Linked DNA regions of Sus scrofa: all the other regions are linked to region 1. The links are chromatin contacts, called in public Hi-C and promoter capture Hi-C maps. All regions are on one chromosome and are shown on one strand. Each heading gives the region's core, a stretch centred on a gene start, on an enhancer-like site or on the middle of the called end of the contact. The rest is flanking DNA. Distances are from core to core; before and after follow the strand shown.

The links. Promoter capture Hi-C pulls out the DNA fragments that hold promoters and counts their contacts. Hi-C and Micro-C count contacts between places; a contact is called where the count stands out from the background.
Region 2: a contact with region 1 is called in a promoter capture Hi-C map of fetal liver, with 4 times the contacts expected there. The contact joins the promoter of INTS7 here to the promoter of PPP2R5A in region 1. A contact is called at or near these places in 3 of 5 promoter capture datasets (fetal liver, fetal skeletal muscle and liver), 1 of 47 Hi-C or Micro-C datasets (embryonic fibroblasts) and 2 of 2 datasets of contacts at active chromatin or transcription factors (alveolar macrophages and skeletal muscle).
Region 3: a Hi-C map of heart right ventricle shows a contact between it and region 1, with 2.9 times the contacts expected there. The contact joins the enhancer-like site here to the promoter of PPP2R5A in region 1. A contact is called at or near these places in 1 of 5 promoter capture datasets (fetal liver), 4 of 47 Hi-C or Micro-C datasets (embryonic fibroblasts, heart right ventricle, mesenteric adipose tissue and 1 more) and 2 of 2 datasets of contacts at active chromatin or transcription factors (alveolar macrophages and skeletal muscle).

What each region holds. Positions count from the first base shown.
Region 1 is chr9:131,074,197-131,077,295 of Sscrofa11.1, forward strand. PPP2R5A (protein phosphatase 2 regulatory subunit B'alpha) reads right to left here and starts at 1,607. Exons shown (of 13, transcript NM_001100192.1): 1 at 1,206-1,607. The coding sequence starts at 1,389. It overlaps LOC106505045 (a long non-coding RNA gene), which reads left to right and starts at 884. Exons shown (of 2, transcript XR_002336046.1): 1 at 884-961.
Region 2 is chr9:131,273,985-131,277,083 of Sscrofa11.1, forward strand. It overlaps INTS7 (integrator complex subunit 7), which reads left to right and starts at 1,645. Exons shown (of 21, transcript XR_002336047.1): 1 at 1,645-1,857. DTL (denticleless protein homolog) reads right to left here and starts at 1,442. Exons shown (of 16, transcript XM_013979970.2): 1 at 1,258-1,442. The coding sequence starts at 1,309.
Region 3 is chr9:131,206,654-131,209,752 of Sscrofa11.1, forward strand. No RefSeq gene overlaps it. Among named protein-coding and RNA genes, the nearest start is that of DTL, 67 kb to the right of the region's middle. Within about 2 kb of position 1,533, at least 17 of the 83 cell types and tissues checked have an H3K27ac peak or open chromatin away from gene starts, as enhancers often do. A contact at or near this core is called in fetal liver, where this site is marked.

The DNA of each region.
Region 1 (3,099 bases), core at 357-2,856:
CTGCCAGCCTACACCACAGCCTCAGCAACCTGGGATCGGAGCAGCGTCTGCGACCTACACCACTGCTCACCACAACGCCAGATCCTTAACCCACTGAGCTCGGCCAGGGATTGAACCGGCGTCCTCAAGGATACCAGTCAGATTCGTTTCCGCTGAGCCACGATGGGAACTCCGCAAAACAGATGATTGGGGGTTTTTTGTCAGGGAAAAAACCCTAATGTTTAGGACTATTATCTTGTTCCATGATGATGTTATCTCATAAAAAGCAAAGTTGGTAAAATCATAAAAGTAAAAAGCAGTAATCCACAAAGAATAAGAATTAGAACACCAGAAACCAATTTCTTTTTTTTTTTTTTAATCCTCTAAACCTAGTGGGAAAAGTAAGTGAGCCAAAAGGAGTGCCAAGCTCTCCTGCAAGGCATTAGGCACGGATACCAATTTGAATGACTGTACAAACGTACCAAGTCCCTGGAATCAGCTTGGCGAACTAAGTTCCCACTCCATTGCAAGGCAACACTATCTACTCTTCAGAACTCCTCCAAATTTACCGTGTCTATCTTCTCAGACAGTATTTTAAGGCTTCCCATTATTTGGGCTAAAGGGTGACATTTAAATCTAATGACCCCGTAAATAAGACACCACCCTGGTTAGATTTTTAGGCTTTTTCTGCAGAAATAAATCTAAAGGCCAGATAACTCTTCACTGGTGTTTGCATTAGGATTCCGGGTCTGTAACTCTTGGGAAGGATCCACAGGAAGGGAAGTTAGGGAGAGGGTGAGTACGGTCGCTTTAAAACTGGAAAAGTAAAGGGCTAGTTTAGAGTGGCTGAAAGAGAAGGCAGGTCTCGGGAAAGTGAAGGTCGGAAGATAAGACAGGTAGTTCAAGCAAGATGGGGAAGGAGGACACACGAACTCGACCCCGAGGGACGCCCGAGGGAGGAGAGTTCCAATCGCCAGGGCAGGTGAGCGAGCGCGCAGGTGAGGAGGGATGTCGACCTCCTCCAAGAAGCTGAGGCTTAGGTGAAGCCAGGAGGGATGAGAAAAGCAGCTCGCAAACCTGTTTGAATCAAAAGGCGGGGGGACGCCAAGGCTGCGTGGGGGGCGCGACTCGCACACCGCGAGCCCCAGCGGGGCAGACGGAGCCCGCAGGAGGCAGTGGCTCTGCGGCCCCCGCGCTCCCTCCCGGGCGGCGCCCTCGAAGGTTACCTTTGAGCTGGGGCAAGGGGTGCAGCTCCGGCTGGCTGCCCTGGCTGCGGAACTGCGACGAGCCCTGAGAGCGCTTCTGCCTCTGCGCCTTGCGCACCGATTTCCGGGTGAAGCCGTCCACTTTCTCCGAGGCCGAGATGGCGGCGCTGGCAGCCGCCGCCGGCGGCGGCGACGACGACGACATCTCCGCGGCCCTGGCGCTTGGCAGCTCCGGCTGCTGCTTGCACGGAACGGGCAGCGGCAGGAGGAGGAGGCGGGGGAGAGGCGCCGAGCGCTCGCGCCCCTCCGCCCCGTTCCTCCGGCCGCACCGCCCTCCCGCTCCCGGGCGCCGCCGAGCTTCTCCTCGCCGCCCGCCGACGCCTCACGGCCACATCTCAGGGCCGGCGAGTCCTGGTCCCCGCCGCGCGGCGAGCTCCCGGGGCTGACGGAGGGCGGGGGCGGGGGTGGAGGGGGGTGAAGAAGTTGTTGACTCCGGGAGCGGAGGGCGGGTGGACTGGAGCCCGAAGTTTAGACAACTGAGGCGAGGACGCGGGGTGCGGACGCCGAACGCGCCTCTCGTCCCTGCAGCCCGGGTCCCCAGCCGGCCGGTCCGCCAGCACCTCAGCGGCCGCTGCCAGCGCAGCCCGCCCTGCCTGGAGCCTCCTCCCGAGGCGCTGCCATCGCGGGTCCCCTCCGAGCCGCCGCCGCCACCGCCGCGGTGCCCGCTCTTCCCTGTCAGCGCCGAGCCCTCATCTCCCAGGGCGGCGACCCGCTGCCCCGGCCCCGGGGGCACACACACACTCTCTCCTCCAAGTCCCGGGCGGTCCGAGCCCCCTCCCCCACGCGCCCTTCCGCCGCCCACAGAGAACCCCCAGCGAGCGACCGCTACAACTTGAGAAGGTGCTGGGGAGAAGCAAGGGGGGAGTGTGTGTGCGTGTGCGCGCGCGCCAGGGCGCGCGGCCCGGGGGTGGGGCCTCGCGGGGTTGGGACGGAGGAAATTGACTGACAACTTCCGCGGGGTCCCGCCAGCCTCTCGGTTGCTCGGGAAGGAGTAGGGGGTGGGAAAGCATACCATGTCTTTCAGCCAATCGCGGGGCTAAGCGGCCGCAATAGGGTGAGGCGTGGCCTCCTGCAGGTCTATCAAGCTGGGAGGTAAGGCAGGGGAATGGGGCGTGGTTGTGTGACGGACTTCGGCCACAGCCAATAGTAAGTGAAGGCGGTGAGCGGGGGAGGGGGGCCCACTTACGTCACAACTGTGTAACTAATTCTCTAAGGATTGAGGGGAGGTGCCCCTCCACTGGTGAGCACCTTTGCACGCCTGCGCGACAGGGCCGGGCTCTAATTGCTCTCCTGGCAGCCTATGAGAAGACTGGAAAACTAGAGGTGGGAGTTTAGAGAGAAAATAGTACGCCCCTTCCCGTCCCTCCGCTCTCTATTGACCAATGAGGAACTGAAGCGACTGGTGGGGCGCCTGAGGGCTGGGCCGCGAAAGAGCTCCAGGTGTTACGTCACCGAAAGAGGGCGGAGCAAAGGCCTGGTAGTGGAACTAGCAGAGTGATTGATGGTTGAAGCGGCCCCGCGGAAGGCAAGGAAATGGCTCGCCCAATTGAAGAGAGTTGCTGAACTCTTGGGCGGGCCTTGGAGCCTCACCCGCCCTGAGCCGTGCACTTGGTAGTTACAGGATAAACATGTAGCTCTAGGGTGGTTTGGGCACTGCGGTTCCTGAGAGCTGTTCTAGCGCGAGTTTGGGGCAGTCTAGCGTCTACCACTTCAAAGCGTTTCCCAAGACCACACCCTCCAAGAAGAGGAGTCTCATTCCCAAATTAGTATCCTTCTAATTTTCATCCTTCAGCCGGAGGCTGAAACTGCTTCAACAGGAGGGGTGCAGATTCGCTGACCGGTGGTTTGTGGATTT
Region 2 (3,099 bases), core at 395-2,894, 200 kb after region 1:
GGAGAAAATATGTTACAAAATAAAGGCTAAATATAAATAGCTTGCTCCAAGTCAAGCAGATAAGTAAGGACTGGAGGTGGAACTAAATCTCAAAGTTTAAAGACAGAGCTCTAACTACCGTGCTGTAGTGACACTCACGACACAGTATAGAAAAGTTACTTAAGCAAGGCTGCAGGAGAGAAAGGCATTTAGAGTATAATTAAAAAGTCTAAAAGGCAGGAAGTTGAGGAGCTACTCCCCAGCCTCCTTCTCAATATCCTTTTCCTAGACCTATGCCTTAAATATAAAAAGTTCCCTTCTCAGATTGTTTTCTTCTTGTTTTCCACATGATTTCAAGGGGGAAGGAAGACCTAGTTTATCTTTAAATGAATGAGATTTCATTTGTATCCATGCTTAGTCTGTCTGGGTAGTAACTCCCTTATCAGAAACTAAGAAGAAAGTTTCAGGTTGATGATACCAAACTTAAACTCAAAATTCTCATTGCCAATGTTTTAACCTAAGGGACTTAAAGAACTGGAGAGAACAAGATAGATATCTAGATACTAATACGGCAACAGTTCCAAGTTACACCGTTAAAGTGAAAAACGAGACAAAACATTTTTACCCCATTTCTGTAAATAACAATTATTACCTCTGACATTGAAAAACATCTGGATTAAGATATTTCAATCTATTCATAGCCGTCATTTCTGGGACATACGCTCATAAGCATTTTTCGCTCTGCAATTACGGATTTTTGTGCCCATGTGTTAATCGGGAGGAAAAAAATTTGACCATGCTAAAAGCAGATGTGCTATCTTCTCTGCTTGACGGAGTTCCCTAACAGCGGGTCATTTTCACTGGTGTACACAGCAAATAGTCGGGCTCACTAAGGTTCTACCACAAATGAATGAATTCACCAATGAATATGAGTCCGGACGGCCTCGCGTAGCTGCTGCGAGAACCACACCTACTCAGATGCACGCATTTTCCACTTAATGAGCAAAATGGACACAGGCCGTAATGGAGGCCAGTGAACTCAACGTCCCTCCCTCCGTCAGGCCACAGTCCTGACCGAAAAAGTCCCGATTACGACGGAACGTGTCTCGAGGGCCCGCAAGTGCAGCTTTCCTCGGTACTCCTCGCCTCCGCGAACTCGCTCGGCTGCGGGAGAACCCGGCGGCTGGGAAACGGCATCGGCGTGGGCACTGGTCTGAGGTGCTGTTACGGGGGAGGTGGATCCGCCGGCCAAAGGCAGCGGTTAGGGCCGTTACTCACCACTCCTTGGGACGCCAAATTGGGGCTGGCGGAGCACCGAACTGAAGAGCATCTGGGCCGGAGGGAAAGGCTCAAGTGAAGGAAAAGCCGCGGAAAAGCCCCCCGATGCAGCAGAAACCGTCTCTTGCGCCCTTCAGAACACGACGAGTTATTGCCTCCAACTCCCGCCACTGTAAGCCCCGGCCACCAAACTCCCCGCCAAACTGACGTCACGCCCTCTGATTGGCTCCCGCCGCGGCGTCCGGGCGCGTCCGAGTCACTTCCCCCTTCGAATCTCCGCCTCCTTTTCTCCCAGCCGCGGGAACCTAGAGTTCCAGAGCTCCCTGAGCGCCTGCGCGGGGGGCCGCAGAGGCGCCGGCGAACGGCGGGGAGGCCTGGGCGCATGCGTAACTCGGCTCGGCAGAGCGCGGAGGAAAAATCCGCGAGAAGGTGGTGGAAGAAGATGGCGGGGCTGAGGCAGAGTTTGCAATCTTTCTGAATAGGCTAGTCGAGTAACTATTCGGATCATGGCGTCAAACTCAACGAAGTCTTTTCTGGCAGATGCTGGCTATGGCGAACAGGAGCTGGATGCTAACTCTGCCCTTATGGAATTAGACAAAGGTATGCGAAAGAGCGGGCGAAGCGGGTGGAACGGGTGTGGGGGGAACTGGCGCCACCAGGCGGTGGTAGCCTAGGAAGAGGCTGGGAAGGCGCATGCGCACATCTTCCCTGGGCGGGGCAGGCGCGGGTGCTTGTGCTTTTGGTAAGGCATTTGCAGCTTGGGGAGGTTGTTCCTGAAAATTGCAGCGTTGCCGGATGGGCCTCACACACGCTGAAAAAGTAGAAAACTCCAGTGATGGGCCCGTCTTGACCGCTTGAGGGCACAGTCCCCCGATTTTCCGAGCAGTTTCTAAAAATGCTACATTGAAATTGAGAAATTAGTTTTCATTATAGTCGATTGAGACCAGGTCTTCACCAAAAGAGTGCTGAATAATAACCTTGGACCGATTTTATTGCGATTCACTTGATTTCTGTAACTGTTACCTGCCAGTTACTACGCAGGTTAAATAGGGACAAGTCCATCCGAAAAGCACAGCCCTTGCTCATTCTGTGCAGACAGATTCCACGAGTTCTATTTCCTTACGGGCGTGGGAGGGATGGTGGGTGGTGGAGTCGGCTGGGCAAGGGTGAAGTGGGGGTTGGGAGCTTGGTGTAGTAGAAGGAGCTTTAGGTAGACGGAGTTGAATTTTAATTCCGCTGATTTTATGATGACGGACAGGTGACCTAACTTCACCTAACCTTGGTTTTTTTCTCTGCAAAGTGGGTAAAGTACCATTGAGCTGGCAAGATTGTTGTCAATATTAAGTGATTTAATGATGTGCAAGAGAAGTCTTTATTAAATGCAGAAAAAAAATTGCCTTACCCATACATATGGGAGGCAGGGGGAGATCTTTGTCAGTAAAAAACTCAAGTATTAAAATGAAACTTTTGTTCAGTGTACTTAAATGCTTTTTATTGAATGGGGGAAACATCTGGCATACATTAATTTTTGTGTGTAAAAAACAAGAATTGGACTAGCAGAACGCTCTTCCTTTAAGTCCAATCGGAGTCACTTCCCAGCTCTCTGACTTGGTCACTACATTGACTTTAGGGGGGGTACTCTTTTTGTTTATTTGTTTTGTTTGGTTTTGACCTGTAAACATTTAAAGTGGGTTGGTCTGAATAAGTGTTTTAAACTTTAAAAAAAGCTTTTAACTCCTTTTGATCAACATAAAACAGTTACAGCGCTCCATTGAGATTTTCATTTGGTTGAGTCACAGTATCTTCAGTACCTCTCCACCAGCCAAGAAAATGTTGAGCTTT
Region 3 (3,099 bases), core at 283-2,782, 130 kb after region 1:
CCCTAGCCTGGGAACCTCCATATGCCGTGGGTGTGGCCATATAAAGACAAAAAAAAAAAAAATCTGCAGATATGGGAAGATGTTTATAATATAATGCTGATTTAAACATTTTAACAAGGCAGGTGAGTGTAGTGTGTAAAAACACTAAAATAGACGGACTTAAAGAGAACTCCCTGCCTGGAACTCTCACAGTGAATGGCTCAGAGGAGAAGGATGACTTGTAAAGGAGACTGAGCAAGAGTGGTTAAAGATAGACATTAAACAAGAGGAGACATAGGAAGGTTTTTTTTGGTGGGGGGTTTTTTGTTTGTTTGTTTTTGTCTTTTTTTAGGGCTGTGGCATATGGAGGTTCCCAGGTGAGGGGTTGAATTGGAGCTGTAGCTGCTGGCCTACACCACAGCCACAGCAACATCAGATTGGAGCTGTGTCTGCAACCTACACCACGGCTCATGGCAACACTGGATCCTTAACCCACTGAGTGAGGCCAGGGATCGAACCTGTGTCCTCACGGATGCTAGTCAGATTTGTTTCTGCTGAGCCACGATGGGAACTCCGGAAGATTTTTTTTTAAGAGAGAGGGAATGGTCATTTAACACTCAACAGAATCAAAAGCTGAAGAGGAAAGATGAGGACTGAAAGATGACCACTGTATTTATCACGGATATTGGTGATGACCATCGCAAGAGCTGCCTCCGTAATGACAGCAAAAGCCGGATTGGAGTGTGTTAAAGGTTAAATGGGAGGTGAGAACGGCTTTATCTTGAGAAATTAGATTGTGTAGAGAAAGAGAGAAAAGCCATAGACTGAGGAGGGTGCATGCTAAAGGATTCTTTTTTGTGTGAAAGAGATAGCAGTTTGTTTAAACAACCATGAGATGGAACCCAGTAGAGAGAGACTAGATAAACAGGAGTGAGACTGGATAAATTACAGATAAGGTTCATGAGAAGGTGGGGGAAGAGGGAATATAGAACACCAGGGCTGGAGTTGCCCTGGGTTATATAGTGGAAGGAAAACGCTTCAGTGTCACGGGAAGCAAGAAGGAAGGGTAGTGTCTGCCGGGTTAAGTACTTAGAGTCATAAAAGAAGGACTTAAACCTGATGACGTCTGTGGAAGGGAGGGCATCCAAGGTCTCAGGAGAGTGGAGAAGGTTGGAACAGTTGTTGACGGCAGTGTGAGCTGATCAGAGAAATGCAGTAAAGTTTTCAACCACCCTTTAGTCCAGGTGGGGTTGGTGAGCCTGAGTAACAATGGAACCAGTCTGCCTGGTGGCGAGACTCAGGAGCGTTTGGTTGTTTGGGTGCCGACAATAGGAGGCAGATAGACCAATTTATCCAGGTTTGGGATTTAGCCGTACAGGAGAGGTGAAATTTCTCCCACCTGCTTGCAGACCTGGGTGGGTGGGGATGAGGCAGCTGCCCAGCTCTCCGTGCCAGCCTAGCCAGAGGGAAATGGGAGGAGGGTGGTTCTCCTTCTCCACTAAATGAGTTTCCCTGCAGTTCACTTTCCAAACTTCCTGTCTGTGGAGAGCTGGCCCTTTGTTAGCCTCCCAGACTCTGCGTGTAGAGCTCTGCCCCCTTATGCTGCCTGCAGTTTCTGCAGGCTTCTCAGGAACAATCCCTTTCCGTCTGCAGACAGGTCTTTTTATATGTGCTGCCTCTTGATCCCTACTGGGCTTGTGCGTGCATAGGAGGGACAGGGCTTGACCTTGAGAAAAGTTACTGTTAAGGTCTAGTGAGGTCAAAACAGCCCTTTTCAATGTTTCAACTCACTCCGTACGCCGGGGCCCAAGCTGCCTAAAAGAAGCAATGGGGCTTCTCTTTCCTCTGGCACTTGGCTTCTGTGGAGAGCAAAACAGAGGGGACACACTGATTTCCCTCAGCTCTGCAGAGGAGAAAAGGGACAGCCAGACTATAATCTGTGCATGTGTGACAGTCCTAACCCGGTCATTGGGCCAGAGGTGTTGCTGAGAAGGGAAAGGCTGCTAGACAAGGACGGAAAGAGTGGTGGAATCAGGTGCCAGCTTGGGCACAGGCCTCAGTTGTGCTTAGAGAACAGAGGCGAGAGGGTGAGCATGGGCAAGCCACCGATTACTCCACGCAAGAGTGGAAAGTATTCCCCAAACTGGTTTGACTTGGGAAGAGAACAACTGCCACTTCCGCCCTGACATACACACTCCAACCAGGGCAATGTCAACCTGTGTTTCCTGTGTCTTTGCTCCCTCTGGGCAGGGGCACCTCATTTAAATGATAGGCCACTGGCCAGGTGATGATGACTGGGAGGTCATGTGCCATCGCTGGGCCTGTTACTTCACCTATAACCTGAGAGTCAAGCAACATGACTTCTAAGGTTCCTTCAATCCCAGCTATAAATCTAATTGAACTGGAATGGCATCAGAGTTTAATGGTCTTATGGTCAATGGACCCTAAAGTCTTATATTGGATGATAAACACAGAGTCCCAGCCCTGGTCACAGGGCTGGCGGGGGTGCTGGGGAGTGGGGCGGGACGACGGAATAATTTAGGATAGCTCTGCCCTGAAGGAAGGGTTGAGTCCCATTTTGACTCCGCTTTTTAGGCCTCAGTTTCCTCAACTATAAGATGAGACTTGGAAGCCTAGATCTTTAAGATGCAGTTCTGATTTTCTCTACCTAAGGTCTGTCCTCAGGCAATTTTGAGCCCCAGTGAGTAAATACTTACTGAACTATTTATTTGCTTGGCATGTGTGCAGTGATTTAGTGGAAGATAATCCCTATCTTCAAGGATCTCACAACATATTTTAAAAATTAATAATGCACATGCATAGGACAATATAGTATAACATGCAGTATCACATGACGTGAATAACACAGACACCATAGGTAATTTTCTTAGTATGCTGGAGGCTGGAGGAATCATAATTAGAGCTTGCTTCCTCTCAGCCTCCTGCAACTTCAGCTCTCAGAAGGAGCTGAAGGGTGGCCAGACTGCCAGGTTCAGTTCTGGCTTTACCACTTGAAAACTCTGGGGAAGTTACTCAACTTCTCTAAGCTTCAGTTTCCTGATTATTAAGATGGAGAAAATAAAAGCACCTCCTTGTCACATTATTGTAAAGACTATGTAA